Regions from separate parts of the Bos taurus genome. Here region 1 is linked to region 2. A link is a contact called in public Hi-C data. All regions are on one chromosome and are shown on one strand. The core of a region is the stretch at or near the end of the contact, and the rest is flanking DNA. Distances in the headings are between cores, read along the strand shown.

The links. A called contact is a pair of places that touch in the nucleus more often than the background predicts.
Region 1: a contact with region 2 is called in a Hi-C map of liver, with 6 times the contacts expected there. The contact joins the promoter of STIM1 here to the enhancer-like site in region 2. A contact is called at or near these places in 6 of 11 Hi-C or Micro-C datasets (blastocyst, blood, liver and 2 more).

The regions. Positions count from the first base shown.
Region 1 is chr15:51,213,979-51,219,103 of ARS-UCD2.0, forward strand. It overlaps STIM1 (stromal interaction molecule 1), which reads right to left and starts at 2,648. Exons shown (of 12, transcript NM_001035409.1): 1 at 2,261-2,648. The coding sequence starts at 2,393.
Region 2 is chr15:51,022,355-51,027,490 of ARS-UCD2.0, forward strand. STIM1 (stromal interaction molecule 1) reads right to left here. Exons shown (of 12, transcript NM_001035409.1): 7 at 4,989-5,136; 8 at 695-862; 9 at 86-186. Among named protein-coding and RNA genes, the nearest start is that of RRM1, 15 kb to the left of the region's middle. Within about 2 kb of position 2,362, at least 2 of the 102 cell types and tissues checked have an H3K27ac peak or open chromatin away from gene starts, as enhancers often do. A contact at or near this core is called in liver, where this site is marked.

The sequences.
Region 1 (5,125 bases), core at 1,398-3,897, 190 kb after region 2:
TTTTATTGGATCTTTCACTAGGGCCCACTAACTCACCAGGAGGAAACTAACATTCTCTTGCCCTTGCTTAGTGCTCCTTTAACAGGGCAGGGCCTGCAAAGTTGGAAGAAGGCTAGGTCCTAAGATTAGAAAACTGAGCATAGGACCCAGTTTCTTCAACAATAAAAACAGGGATAATACCACCTGCCCCACATTCTAATTGAGCATTTGCAAGACTTTCATGGGGAAAAATAGCTGTGTGGTTGTAACATACAAACTTTAGAAAACCTACAAATTGACTAGATATGTTGACTCTGACTTAGAAAAGTGGCTGTTTTAAGGCTAAGTAAAACTCCTGAGTTCTGAGGATACAGAGGGAATCGAAAGGCTGTGTAAAAACCTCCTCACCAAACCGAATCCACGAGCCCAGACTACCTCTCTGCAGAAACAAGTTCCTATCTGAGTCGGAGACAAAGCCCCAGACAGGCGCAAAGGGACAACCTACCAGGACAACAGTGCTGGGGCCTCCAGTTTACCACAAACCATAGCCATTCCCAGCACCTGGGTCTCTAAGATTTCCTGCCTGGGGTTCAATATTATTGTGACAACAGAAAGTAATTTCTGAACTGAGAGGAAGAAAAAAACCAAAAGAGAAGCTTTAGTATAATCAACATAACCAGGCCTCTAAAATACATTGTGTGGAGGGCTGTCTCCGTAAGCTTCATTCAGGGGGTGGTTATGAGAGATGAGGAATGCCTCTTACCTATGGCATACACAAACACACAAATCTTCCTGACAGCTAGCTAGTGCCTAAATTCAAAACTTCATCCCTTTTAGCACGTGTCTAAAATATAGAACTGTTCCTCACTGACCAAAAAAAAAAAATATATATATATATATTCATTTTACATCAGGCACTCCTATTTTAGGGTGAAAAAGGAACATATTATTAGTTACAAACAGGGATGTCACTGGGACAGCAGAAATGCTCCTCAAGTCTTCTTCACAGTTTGACCTACATCGGCCTACTAGTCTTCCCCTTCACAGCCCAGTGAGAACCAAGCTTTCAGTTAGTTTCAGGGGCCAAGGAGACAATGTGTGGCGAAACAGGATCAATATGCAAGGAGGTCCTATCTTCAAAGCTACATCCTAGGTGCCATGCTTATACATAAGGCAACTTCTGGCCTCATTTGTAAGTTAACCCTTGAGGTACCTATAATCACACCCAGCCCAGTCAAGGAACTTAAAGGGGGATTACCTAAGAAAGGGTCTACCACCAAAGCCAGCCCCAGAATCCATCCATGAAACTTCCTGGCCACCATGACACTTCCTTTTCCTCCTTGTATCAATGGGTATTCACCGAGGCTACCCCTCACCTGAGCTTGCCCATCCGTAGAAAGAATCCAGCTATAAATTCTCCTTACTCTGCAGCCCACTGCTTTGGGCAGATCCCAGTGACAGTGTGAGAGACATGAGGGTAAAAAACTGGATTCCTTCTAAGCCTTGTATAAAACAACTGAATTTTAAAGGTGCTTTTTTTTTTTTCCTGCAACAGAGCACCAGGGCTCCTACTTTTTTGACAAGGCTCGATGAGTACACAGGAAAAAGCAGGACAGATCAAAAATATTGTGGAACTCCTACCATCATCAGTCAGAAGAAACAGAGTAAGTCAACAAGTGGTCCCAGGAATTATATCATGCCTATGTCAAGAAAAGTCCATTTAACTCCCTAGTGATAAACAGCATTCCATCTAAGGAACTGCTTTGATATTTCAAATGGGCACAGCTAGGAGACAGCAGATTACCTAAGGGCAGGGAGGAAATAGGGTTCCCACACTCACTGGAATAGCAAGGCACACCTCAACACTAACTTACAGAGTAATAAAGCTGGCTCAGTCCTGACTTTCCCTGCCCAGTCCAAGTAGCCTCAACCTCCCCTGTGCTGCCAAGTGCTGAAACTGGCCAAGAGCAATAGACTTATCATCTGCCCGGGCCATTATTCCAGACAAGTAGTCCTGAGACAGGGTCTTGACTCGCTGATCTGAAAGGCCAAGGTGCGCCAGAAGCAAACCGTCTTTCTCTGCCAACAAAAGACATCCTGAGAAGGGATGAAGAAAGTTGTTCAAAAGACATCAGCAATAGCTCCTGAACGGAAAGAACTCCCTGGACTCCTAAAAACTGGCAGTGTCATGAGTGGGTCCTCCATCAATCACAAGTGTAGAACCGACTGTTCAAACTTCCCCACTTGGGCAACTCAGTTCTTGCCCGTGGCAAGGCCTTACCTGCTGCAGTGGACTCCTCAGAATTGGCGCCGGAGCCGGTCGCCTTCTCGCTGTGGCTTTGGCTGAGGCTCTGGCCGTGATGCAGGAGGAGCCCCCAAAGGAGCCACAGGGCAAGACGAGCGCACACATCCATGACTCCAGGTCTCAGTCAACATGCGCCTGATGGAGACACCTCAGGATCTCAGAGGCAAAGTCGGGAGCCCGGTCCTGGAACCCCAGGCAAGATGCCCTCGAGGTGCCGCAGCTGTCCAGCCACCCGCGCGTCTGCCTCCTCCGACAGCCAAAGGTCAAGTGCTCCAAGTTTGGGAGCGGGAGGAAGGCCGGCGTCTCCGGCCCAACTGTGGGTCCGCTGGAGCTGCGACGGCCTGAGTGCCCTGTCAGCTCGAGCCGCTTCCGGAGAGTTTGGACAAGGTGGCCGCGGAGCCGCTGTCCGCTCCGCAGCCGGCTACACCCCTTGGGGAGTGGGTGAGCGGGCGGGACCTCCCGCGGGCACCGGAGTGGGGGAGGGAGAAAAAGGAGGAGAAGAAGGGGGCACCTGGCTTCGCCCCGCCGGGAATCCGCGAGCAGCGCAGGTTCGGGGAGGGCGTGCGACTTCGAGGCCCCCGCGGGAGCGGGTGGCTCGGGGATCCCAGGCCTCCAAGGCCGAGGTCAGCGATCCCGCCCAGTCCCGTGCCCCGGCCGGCGGTGCCCAGGTTCAGCAGGCGGACGCGCACGGGCCAGGCCCGGGATAGAGGCTCGCGGGCGTGCGGCGGGAGGCGCGGGGCGGGCCCGGGGCGGGCGGGGGCGTGCTCTCCCGCAGGCCCGCCCAGCGCCGCCCGGCCCCCAGCGAAGCCCGGGCCCGCCCCAGCGCCGGGCTTATCCCGGAATAACCTGTTGTAGGCAGCCGTCCGGCACCCACAGACCCCGGAGGGCTCTCCCGGCCAGCGCTAGTCTCCTCTAGGATCCCTCTCCCCAGCCAAGGGTCGGGTCCCAAGCCTCCCTTTGGCCCACTAGAGTCTCTCCCGTGCTAACCGCCCGCAAACGGACGGGCTGGCTGGCCCTGACACGCAAGTCGCTCAGGTAACCCAGGCCTGCGGCGGCGGCGACGATGATGACAGTAGCCCGGATCTCCGGGCCTCGGTGCCGATCCACTCGCCTCAGCTCTAGAGCCGGGCAGGGCAGAGGGCCTGGACACTACGACTGCCGCCGGGTACTGCCCGAGGCCACAACGACCCGGCCCGGTTCAGCCGGGGGCGCGTTCCCAGCCCCCTACTCCCGGCCGGCATCCCAGGCTCCGCCCCTCTCGCCGCGCCCCGCAGCCAATCGGCTTCCGCCTCTCTGCAGCTTAGGAACCCGCGCGCTTAGTCACCCCTGTGCAGCGGCCCCTGGTGGGCAAAGCTAGGTTATGCGGCCCGGATCGGAGCTCGCTGGGAGGCCCTGCCCCTTTGCAGAGGGCTGAGGAATTAGAGCGAGGACCCGCCCCGGGGGGAAACTCATTGGGGCCTGCTAGTGTTTTCAGAAGGAATGATGCCAGAAAACAAATCGAAGCGTCCAAACCTGTATAGGTAAAATGGCCCCACACATTCCTAAATGGCCAAAGGGCCCCATATCTGCCTTCCTGACCTGCTTCCCCCCACTCCTCCCGCCATCCAAGCTAAGTAGGATGCCCTCCCTTAACTCTCTCAGCCCGTTTTCCTACCCGTCCCCCTACCCCCTCCCCTCTGAGGTTTCTGCGGGTAGGGCCTGTGTAGGTTCCTCCCTGCATCTCATTCTCCCAGCTCTGTGTGTGGCTTGAGGGTGGTAGCGACTTGAGAACGAGTGCCCCTATAAAGAGGGAGAAGCGTCTGGGCCTCCCTCAACAGAGCCTGCACTTCCTGTTCTCTTCTCAAGTGTGCTGTCAGCAGATCTTTACTGAAACCTGCTCTGTGCCCTGCCCTGTCCTTGGCACCGGCGGCAGGAGAAGGGATTAGGCCCCGGCCCTACCCTGACCGTGCTAAGCCAGCTACCTGTTCTGAGCAAGCCCTCTGAAGATCGGGAACACGGATTTGCCCAACAGCTGCCGGGCTTAAGAGTTAGGCTGTTAATATAAAAATACACCTCCGACGTCATCTACTACCACTCTCCCCACTCTCTTATTAAACTTCGGTAACACTGGTCTTAAGTTCCTCAAGCACATGGAATCTCAGCCACCTCCCAGCCCTCGTAGCTACTGTGGCTTCTACCTAAAACACTCTCTTCCCCTCCAGGGCCCCCCCATCAACTCCCTCACAAGGCTGACTTCTCATTCTTCCAGATACAATTCAAGGGACTTCCCTGGTGGTCCAGCAGCTGAGTCTCTGCACTCCCAAGGCAGGGGAGTAATCCCTGGTGAGGGAACTAGATTCCACATTCTGCAATTTAAAGATCCTGCATGCTTCGACAAAGATGGGATATCCCACGTGCTGCATCCAAGACCCAGCACAGGCAAATAAATGAATAAATATATATTTTTTGAAAGATACAGTTTAAGATCTTCTCCTCAGAAACTTCTACTCAACCACCTCAAGTCCAGAATTGGACCATATACATATCTGTCTTCCACCACCCCACTGGATTATGACTTTTCAGACGTTAGGGCCTGTGCTTTATTCATCTCTGGGAAATGGCCATCCAGTCACAGGCCCTATATGTAGTAAGTGCTCACAAAAGCTAGTTGACATAAGTTAATTCATTTGATTGTACAAATATTTATTAACAACTGTATGTTGGAAAACTGGCCCTAACAGAAGATAAGCCCCTGATAAACTCATAGCCTTAAACTCAAACAGCAAAGTGGGAAAATAGCTAATCTTATTGACAGAAGTAGATGAGAGCAATAGGGAGTGGTAGGGACTGGGGCACCCTGGG
Region 2 (5,136 bases), core at 1,112-3,611:
AGAATCGGGACTGGAGGCCCTGGACACCCTCCAACTCTGAGGATGGGATGGACATCGCCAGAGCTGGGCAGCAGGTGTGACTTACTTAGCTGTTAAGATTTTGTGATCCACATCATCCAGGGAAGAGCTGTGGGCCACATGGAAGGTGCCAAAGAGTGTGTTTCTCTTCTTTTTTATCTTCTCAGCCTGCAAAGATGAGGCCCTCAGCTTAAAAAGAGCAGGGAGTATAGGCTGGAAAAATTAAAAACATTATTTTGTGGCTGGCTCCCCCTCCTCCTAGCACAGTTTAGGAGGCATGAGAAAAAGGAAGAGAATATGGGAAAGAAAAATGGAAGCCAACGGAAGAGGAAAGAGTAGGGAAAGAAAGAAAACAGAAGCAATGAGAGGAGCCGAGGGATCCTGACACCAGGAGTCTGTCCCTGTGTCAGTCTGGGGCCAGCAGAGACTTCCCTCTACCTGCCTCCACCACACCTTTCCCAAAAGGCAGGTCGGAGTAGCCCTGCACCCTCGTTCCCTTCTCCAGGAGCTTGAGGACATTATTAGAAACTGTGCATCAGGAAAAGAAACAAAACCCAACACCAGGATGTCTTTTTGTCCAACAGAGGGATATAGAGAGGCAGAGAGGAGGAAAAAGGGCAAGTGAAGGGAGTGGGGCAAGGAGGAGAGAATAGTGCAGCAGGAGGGCAGGTCTCACCCCCTCCTTGGCCACCAGCAGCTGCTTCTCGGCATTTTGCTTCTTGATATTGTAGTACTGCACCTCCACCTCATGGGTCAGCTGCAGCCACTTCTGAAGGGCCTCTGGAGCATACCATGAGCTATGCGATTCCAGCTCCTTCTCTGCTTTCCTCAAGGCCTCCCGTACCTGTGAGGCAAGAGGATATGAGTCCTTACTATTACCAAGGCCCTCTCCAATGCCTCCATATGATACATCAGCCTTCTTTTCTTCCATCTCATCTAAGCTTCACCACTCTCACAAGAGGGAGAAAGGGCAAGGATTATTTTCTGTATTTTATATATAAGAAACCAAGCTAGGAGAAGGAAAGTAACCTACTCAAGGTCAACATATTTAGAAGTGTCAACCAGAAGGCAAATCGAGACTTTTTTTCCTTTCTTTGATTTATTTATTTATTTATTGCTGCCAGACTAGAGGATTCTTTTCTCACCTATTAGTCACTTCTCCTGGTCATACAGCCAATCTCAGCAATTTTCCCTGCTCTCATGAGGTACAGGTTATCTCAGTGAATCCTCTTCTTTCTGAGAGCTGGGGTCTATTCTTGAACCCAAGCCTTCACAATGTGGCAAGAAAAGCACTTGGGTGGGAGTCTGGAAATCTGACCTGGTCCCTGGTCTGTCACTCAACTGGCTGTGTGACCATGTGCTTCCTAAAGCAGATCTCGCTCGGTGTAAGGTCTTATCCCAGGCAAACCCAAACCGTAAGCAAAGTGATGATGTCAGGAGACAGTGAGCTCCCTATCCTGAGAGGTATGGAAAAAGCTCATGTCAGAAAGACCTTCAAAATGATTGCTACTGCAGGGGGCAACTGGCCTGAACCCTCTCCAAAGACTCCTCTAGCCCAGAGACTTTGTGATTCCCTCACTGATTAGGGTGGGTAGGCTGTAATGGGCACTCTCTACAAGGCAAGAAAACAACAAGCAAGGTTATACCTAACATGGGTATTGCCAACAGAGGCCAAGATCAGAAAGGACCAATGTGTAAGCAGACATCTCCTCACTGACTTCTAAGCAAGGAGCATAAAATAAAGCAGACGGCCACAAAGCACTTAAATATGAAAGGTCTGGAAAGTACTGTACATACAGAACCCATTATCTATGCTGAATTCCTTCTATCTCATCCAGGCTACCAGTATAAACAATCCCCAGCTCCCCCATCTGAACACTGACTTTTCACTGTTCAGAATCCCAGAGAAAGGGGATTGAGAGCAGTCTAATGTCCAACTTTAGCCCATGGGGAAGTATCCCACAGCAGGTCTGGGGTCCTCCCCTGAGCCTAATATAGACCAGGAGGGCCTTAGCTAAGGACAAAACACCTTCATTCCTCTGAGAGCCCATGAGAGGACCAAGCTTCATTGGGTTTTTGTTCCTTGAAAAGGAAACTACAAAATAGCCCACTCCTGGCTTTATAGATTTAAAACGAGGAACAGACACCTTAGCGACTAATACACTGAGTCTGGAAATGTAGGATCAAGTTCTACATTAAAAACAGTTGAAGGATTGGGATCAGCTAAAGAGAGAATGGAGAGAGAAGAGAGAGCAAGTAGATGGAAGTATGACAGTTGGGGAGGCACATGAAAGGGCTGGTCAAACACACTCAAAAACTGTGTAATGAGAGAAACAGTTACAAAACAGGGAACACGGGGATCATGAGCATTTACTGCACTCTGGAGCTGTGCAAGAGAATAGGTAGCTAGGCCAAAGAGTGGAATAAAATATCCCATAATGTCACAATGCTTAGGAGACAAGGCATTGCAAGAAAGAAGGGATCTGACTCAAGCACACAGCCAGTCCCCTCCTCAAGAGAGCTGCAAAACTTGAAAGTTATGAGGAGTAGGAGGCCAAAGAGCTAACTTAAAAATGTCCAAGGGGCAGAAATAATCTCATAGTCATTCAGGACTGGGAAGAAATAAATTCACCAGATCTCAATAAAAAGTCAGGAAGCAGAATGCCTGAGGAAACAGGGACAAATGAGGCTTGGACCAACTCTTACTAAACTACAGCCCAGTTCTGACACATTTCAGTCTCTCATTGGCTTGAGATGACCAGATCCTTACCCAGCATACCTAACTAAACCCTATATCTGACAGAAGATGAAAATCAACTGTGGCCTTTATTATTCTTTATGCACACTATCCACCATGTACTAAATTACTAGACATGAGAATAGAACAGGCAAATAGAAGTAATAATCAAGAGGAAAAACAAGCAGTCCCACAAATGATCCAGATGTTAAGAGTTACCCGTCAAGGACTTTAAGACAGCTATGACTAAAATGTTAAAGAAAAATATGGGAAAATTCTAGACAGGGAACAGAATCAATAAAAGAGTAAAATGGGCATTCTAGAAAAATACATTACCTGAGAGTAGGATTCCACTGTATGAGCTAAATACCACAATGTTCTTGGCAAAATACAGGATTAGGGAACTCAAAGACAGATTAATATAAAATAACCAAACCAAAGCACAGAGGGAGGAAAAAAGAACAGAACTAAGCATAAGAGACACGTGGAATAGAGTTAAAAGGTCTAACATAAATACTGGATACCCAGAAGGAGAGAGAATGGAGCAGAAGCAACATGTAAACACTACAGTGAATGTGTATTCTGCGGCTGTGGGGTAAAACGCTCTACATGCAGCAATGAGGTCAAATTGATCAGTCATGTTTAAATTTTTATATCCTTACTGATACTTTTGGCTGCTTATTATTGGGAGGGGGATGCTAAAAATCTCTAACTTTGATTATGAAATTTGTCTATTAATCCTTTTAGTTTTTCTTAACTTTTGCTTTATATACACACACATACACACACACACACACACACACATATACACACACATATATTTTAAACTATATTATTAGGCGCATCCAAATTAAAGGTTGTTATATATTACTGTTTAATTCACATATTTATCTTACATGAAATGTCCATTTTTGTCTCTAGTAATACTTTTTTCTCTAAGTCTATTTTGTCTGACATTTACATAGCTACCCTTGCTTTATTTTCCTTAGTGTTTATTGTATATTAGTATCTTTTCTCATCTTTTTACTTTTAACCATTTTGTATCCTTATTTCTAAAGCATGTCTGTTGTAAACAGCATATACTTGGGTTTTGTTTTTTATCCAGTCTGACACTCTTTGCCTTTTAGTTGTTTTCTGTAGTCTGCTTACATCATCCAAGTTTCAACATATTTGAAAGGACTGGAACCTGTGGTCAAAGCACATGTTCTTTGAACACAGCAAAGTTAAACTGGAAATCAATGAGAAAGATAAACAGAAAAGTCCCCAAGTGTTTGACAATTAGGCAACACACTATTAAATAACCATGGGTCAAAAAGAAATCACAATGGAAGTTAGGAAATGTTTTTAACTGAATCCCAATTTCTTAAATTAGAAGATTCCCAAATAAAGTCATCAATAAATTTATGAAAAGGTATTCAATATTATTGGTCAATAGGAAAATTAAAATCACAACAAGATACTATTATATCTACATCATAATGTATAAAATGAAAATGCCTAAAAATACTCAGGCTATAGCTCAACTAGAACTCTCACACTATCACTAGTGGCAGTACAGATTGGTACAGTCATTTAGGAAAATCACCAATTTCTTAAAACTAAATATATGAATGCCCTGTTACATATTCAAAAGAAATAAGTGATGCCCACAAAGAAGTTTTAAAAGAAAACAAACTTGCAAACAATCCAAATGTCTATCAATAGGAGAATGGATAAATAATTTATAGTATATCCATATAAGGGATTAACACTCAGCAACAGAAATAAATTAATTATCACTACATGCAATAACATGGTTGCCTCTCACAGATATAATGTTCAATGAAAGAAACCAAACACAAAAGAACACATACTGTATAATGCTATTTACATGATGTTAAAAATCAGGTGAAACTAATCTGCTTTAGAGGTCACGACTGTAGTTACCTTTTGGGTGAAGTATTGACAGGGAGAAAGGGGAAGCAGAAGTGAGCCCTCTGAGTGCTTACGAGATTCTGTACCTTGACGTGGATGGTAGTTACACAGTACATGCATATGTAAAGTGTTCCAGCTGTATACTTATGATCTGTATATGTAAATACCTCAACTAAAAAGGGACAGAATAACATCAGCTAGTTATTCACTGTGCTTTCACAACCGCAGTGATCATTTTTGCAACTTTTCCACGACTCCTGGCCAGACCTTTGGCTCCTGCCCTTTGACCCCAGCCCCTCGGGACTGTAGACTCTCCTACCTGCTCCAACTCCTCCTCGGCATACTTCTGGCGGCTCCGCTCATTCTCCGTTCCCTCCCGCAGCTCCTTCAGCCTCTGGGCTTCCTGCTTGGCAAGGTTGATCTCATCGCGCAGCTTCTTCTCCAGGTGCACCTTTTCCACCTCCACC